2 separate regions of the Sus scrofa genome follow, and region 2 is linked to region 1. Evidence: chromatin contacts called from public Hi-C data. All regions are on one chromosome and are shown on one strand. Each heading gives the region's core, a stretch centred on a gene start, on an enhancer-like site or on the middle of the called end of the contact. The rest is flanking DNA. Distances are from core to core; before and after follow the strand shown. Region 1 overlaps INPP4B (type II inositol 3,4-bisphosphate 4-phosphatase). Region 2 overlaps INPP4B (type II inositol 3,4-bisphosphate 4-phosphatase).

The links. A called contact is a pair of places that touch in the nucleus more often than the background predicts.
Region 2: a Hi-C map of liver shows a contact between it and region 1, with 1.8 times the contacts expected there. The contact joins two enhancer-like sites. A contact is called at or near these places in 3 of 47 Hi-C or Micro-C datasets (liver, psoas muscle and skeletal muscle).

Annotation. Positions count from the first base shown.
Region 1 is chr8:85,064,555-85,067,254 of Sscrofa11.1, reverse strand. The region is part of intron 2 of INPP4B (type II inositol 3,4-bisphosphate 4-phosphatase); the gene reads right to left. Among named protein-coding and RNA genes, the nearest start is that of INPP4B, 250 kb to the right of the region's middle. Within about 2 kb of position 1,399, at least 2 of the 83 cell types and tissues checked have an H3K27ac peak or open chromatin away from gene starts, as enhancers often do. A contact at or near this core is called in liver, where this site is marked.
Region 2 is chr8:85,142,683-85,145,382 of Sscrofa11.1, reverse strand. INPP4B (type II inositol 3,4-bisphosphate 4-phosphatase) reads right to left here. Exons shown (of 30, transcript XM_021100673.1): 3 at 677-742. Among named protein-coding and RNA genes, the nearest start is that of INPP4B, 330 kb to the right of the region's middle. Within about 2 kb of position 1,437, at least 16 of the 83 cell types and tissues checked have an H3K27ac peak or open chromatin away from gene starts, as enhancers often do. A contact at or near this core is called in liver, where this site is marked.

The sequences.
Region 1 (2,700 bases), core at 150-2,649:
CCTGCTGTGGAGCAAGAGGATCTGTGGCCTCTTGGGAGCTCTGGGACCCAGGTTGGACCCCTGGCCCTGCACAGTGGGGTTAAGGATTCAGCGTTGCTGCAGCTGTGGCTTAGATCACAACTGCAGCTCGGATCAGATCTCTGGCCTGGGAGCTCCATATGCAGCCAAAAAAAAAAAAAAAAAAGGTTTAAGGGCTGAACAATTTCTGCAGGCAGATGACCCACCAAAACTCTGCCTCAGCTGGAGGAGGGGAACAAATAAAGATTGAGTGTGGACTAATATATTGAACTAGACAGTCTATTTTCTGAATCGAGACTGTATTTTTCACATAATGTGACCCTAGGACTTCCTATTATCCAAGAGTAATGAACTTGTTGAAGGTTTCATCCAATAATGGAGGAAAAACTTCTCCTACTGAATGTATTTTACATGGACACTAGAAAACAAAATCAAGTGGATTTTATGGTTACATCCTGGGAGTTGTACTTTTTCAGTTACATATATTATTTATGAAATTATATGATTTGAATATGTGTCCCCAATAATAAGTATGTAGAAAAAAAATTTGTTTTATATAAATGTATCTATATTAATCCCCAAAGACTCAGGGGTATGCAAAATTAGAATCCAATGTATCAAGGAAAAAGCACCTGTATGGTGAACATTCAATGTATTTACAGTGCAACAGTATTATACTTAATGGTAATAATGATGGCAATAGCTAATAATAGCTAACAACTAAGCACTTATTTTGTGCCAAACACCACCCTGAAGGTTTTATAATGGGAATGTGCAAAAATGGACTCATCAAGCCTATAAGGTAGGTAACACTACTATCTTCGTTCTCCTTCTTTTTTAAAAAAACTTTATTAGAACATAGTTGACTCACAACACACACTACTGTATTAAATGTACAAATAACAAGAACCTACAGAATAGCACAGGGAAATCTATTCAATAGTTTGTAATAACCTATAAGGGAAAAAAGAAAGGATATATGTATATGTATAACTGATTCACTTAGCAGTACAACTCATTACTCTTTAAAGAGAAGGTAACCAAGGCACATAGACGGTAACTAAATAACTCACTTTGAGGTCCCTGAGTAAGTACTAAATGACAGAGATGGACATAGAGATGAAACTCTCAGCCAATCTCAATGATAATCAAAGAGAGATCATTTTGTTTAGAATCTTTTGGTTAAATTAATATTTAGAGCATTGCTTTCATCCAACATTCTTTCAAATCATACCACTGAGTCTATATTTCCTCTGTATATTGATCCCCTTTTCCTGCTTCCACTGCTTTTTTGTACTTTTTGTATATTTTTACCAAGGCAACCAGGACAGCAAATAAGCTCTCAAAATGCTGAGCAGTTATTTCCTACACAGTCAGAAAACCGACCCTAGAATCAATATTTAATGTGCAAATATTATGTCTGGAGTCTCAAAAGTCTTTATGCTTGCCAGATCATTTTTAAAACCTTCTGACTAACTCGTGTATATCCTCGAACCTTTCCACTGAGCTCTGGGGATCTTTCAGATGGACTGGAGGACCCTTCATCTTCTGAACCCCCAAATCCTTGCAGGATTGCTCAGGAAATAGTTAAACATTAACCACTTACGATTGCCTCCAACACCCTGCACTGATTTTCTGCAATCCAGTTAGCAACCTTTGGCAAAAGAAGTATGACCTTCCTCTCATGGACCACTAGCGAATCAGAGTCAAAGAGCCAAACAGGCCATCAGAAGTCACCGAGTTTATAACCCATTTTATATCTCAGGAAAACTAAAGACCATGAAGGTTAAGTGACTTGGCTGAAGTGACACAGTGTGCTGAGAGAGAGCAAACCCTGGCTGTCAGAACAATGCTGCTTTCACCTTTCCTGCTAAGAAAATATCATCTCCAATTATTTCCACTGAAGCAATGCCCACCTCCCACCCCCGCTTTCTATTGTATACTACTTCCTTATCTGTGGAGAACAAATCTGGATACCAATTTAGAATCTGATATATCATATTGGGTCTCTTCTTGAGGTTAAAATATTGTAAGAAATATGGAACCCATAAGAAATCATTGGTTCAGGTAGCAACAACACAACTTCATGCATTAATCATCACCATATTTTATTAGAGAGCCTGCATGCATAAAGATTGAGAAAAAAGCTAAAACAGCTTTCAGTGGTTTCAAAAGAGATATTGGCTAAGGATTATTATTAGCATAGGTTCCAGTTGATAGGGAAACAGGTTGTGACTCTAGTCAGTGGTTCAGTTTGGAGAGAAGCCCAAAGGAACAACTTTGAAAGGTAAATATATATCCCCAACTCCTCTCTAATGGCTGCAAAGCTATTTCCTTCTACTACTTAAATAATGGAAGAACCAAGTCACTCTTACCTGTCACTACAGAGCAATACTTCTAGCACTGAGAGACTTGTGGACTTGATGGCAAACGAGTGCAAATTTTAAGTAGTGACCTGAGAATTTTAATTTTTATCAGTTATGGAACAACAGCCAAAGCATTTCAAAGCATATCAACAAACAAACAGAAAATTAAAGAAAGTCCTCAAAGGAAAATATCCTCCCTGAAATATGTGATAAGACAATATATAAATGATAGGAGAAAAGGCCAGCCCAGATGGCCCTGTCTTATAGAAATATGATAGGAAATAAATGCATTGAAACTTAAAATACATATTAATGG
Region 2 (2,700 bases), core at 188-2,687, 78 kb before region 1:
TTCATCTCATGCTTCTCTCCACCTCTGTGACTTCGCTACAGCCACTTGATCCTTTTTTTCCCCTTCATTATTTTCTCTATTCAATGCTCTTCCATCTTCCTGGGACTCTTTTCCTGACACTTCACCTCTTAGTTTGAACATCTTCCGAAGAAATACCCTCTGATTGGCCCATCAACAGTAGAGTCCTTCCTTATCTCCCACAGAACTCTGCAATTACCCTTCATAGTATTTATCATAGTTTTATGCACTATAGATACTTGCTTATTTATTTCATGTCACGTTCACTGGACTGTGAGCACCATGAGGGTGAGAATGGACCTTGCCTGTTTTGTTCAAGTCTGTAAAAATCACCAAATGCCTCACAGATGAGTGTTCGCCATATAACTGGCCTTTAATAGATATGTATTGACTTAGTAATATTAGTAAGTTTGTTAATTCCTTCACATTTCTGCCTAGGTCTGGCCTAGCTGAAATCTTCAAAACTTATTTAATATATGCTTAAAAATCATTTCCTCTTTAGGATATGGTCAGCCACCTACAATATGCAGTCACACGCATTCTAAGACACCAAACTGGCCTTTCTATAAAATATTTTAAATGAAACGGGCTATAAGTTTGAATTAATCATCAATCTCAATGAATATTATTGATCAATTACTGAGAATCACTCCTGTACCTGCTTCCTTGTTGTATTCCTCAAATAGCTCTGCTCTTTGATTACTGCTTTGCTGACCTCAGATCTCTGGAAAGAACAAAAAGACAAAATGTTAAGATTTAGTGTTTCACTGGGAACTCCTTTTTTAAAACATGCCTGGCTAAAATATTTGATTTGCTCATAATGCCCATTCTTCCAAACTTGAGAACTTATGTCCTGATCACACATGCCATGGAATATAGCTATTTCTTGTTTGTATTCCAAACAAGACTCTGCTTTGTTCAGCTCACAGGGGTCCGCTAGAAAGAACTCCAGCTGACTCATTTATTTGCTTACTGAGCCAAGCGCTTGTCCAAAGTACATGGACCAACTCCTGTATTTCCCATAATCATTGGGCAGGCAAGGGTTAGCCCAGCAGGTGTGAGTCACTCAAATGCTACACATTCCAAAGACAGATCTACCTTTAGAATTGGCCTTAGGCCAGCTCCTGGAAGATAACCTTTGAGCTCTTGGAATACTCTGACTGATGAGAGAGTTTCTGTATGTTTGAGGTGTCTGCTGCTCTAGTTGGACCAGACACACTTAGGGTGAACACCTGTTTTGGCTTGGGAGAAGGGGCGGCTAAAGTCTGAATAGCTGAGGTCTGTCATCTGGGGCTGCAGACTTCTGTGACTGACCCCAGTTAACTCTAGAGACCAGAGCTTGGCTGAGCTTCCCTGGCTGACCACACTTCACACATGTCCTCACGCTGTTGCCGAGAGCATTGAGCACACACACCCATGGGACCTGCTGGGAAAGGACACCTGGAAGTTGGCAGCCGGACTTTGCCTCATGTGCCCTTTCCCTTCACTGGTTTTAATCTGTATCCTTTCGCTGTAAGAATCCATGACTGTGAGTATAACAATTTTTCTGAATCCTGGGGAACCCTTCCAGCAAATCATCTAGCCTGAGGGTAGACTTGAGGACCCACAACAAAACCCCCTCTGATGTAGGTACCATTATTACCCATATTTCATAGACCGAGGAATTGGCCAAGAAAGGAAAAGAAACTCAGACTCTCACAGCTAGTTTAAGCATCAGTATTTAAAATGGAACCCAAGGACCTGGTTTGGGTGTTTTATCACTATGCCATGTGGTTTATTAAAATATTTGTTATTATGTGTCATTTGATAAGTGTATCCAAAAGTGCCATCTGGTTCTTATCTTATTATCAGGAATGATAATTTTCAAATTATAAATTTACTACCAATTACTAAGATTTCATTTTATCTGCTAAAAAGAGAGCAACAACGTTTATTGAGTTAAAGTTGCTTTTTAACTCTTGTGCTTTATCCAAAACAAACTTTCTTCCAGTCACGTGTGATTAAGATTTTCTCACATTCTGCTATATTTCTTCCCATTCTATATGACTTTTAATATGGGAGTATAAAAACTACAGAGTCAGCTTTATTCTTCTATTGAAGTATATAGTTGCTGTACAATCATATATATGTTATATATATGTGCTATATATGTTGTATATTTTACATATATGTTACATATGTATAAATTACAGATATGCAGTATGGTGATTCACAGTTTTAAAGCTTATATTCCATTTATAAGATATAAAATAAAATATTGGCTATATTCTCCATGTTATACAACACATCCTTGTATCTGATTTTATACCTAAAAATTTGCACCTCTGACTCCTCTATCCCTGTATTGCTCCTCCCGGCTTCTCCCAACTGGTCTCTACATCCATCTGCTTTTTTTTGTTATATTTACCAGTTTGCTATATTTTTTAGATTCCACTTGAGAGTCAGCTTTAAATCATACCAGGTTCTTATTTAATTTGGGGAAAACAAAACACCTTATCACAATTTTTCTTAAAGTTTCTAATTCTTTGAGTCTGACAGATCCAGAGATGCTTTTAAAGAGAAGTGTTGTGAAAAATAGATTCATAATAGGAGGAAACATGAAGTGAGTCACTCAGTAGCTACCAAAGAAAACCATCTACTGATTTCTAAACACAACAGGTAAAAATAATATGACAGTTACAT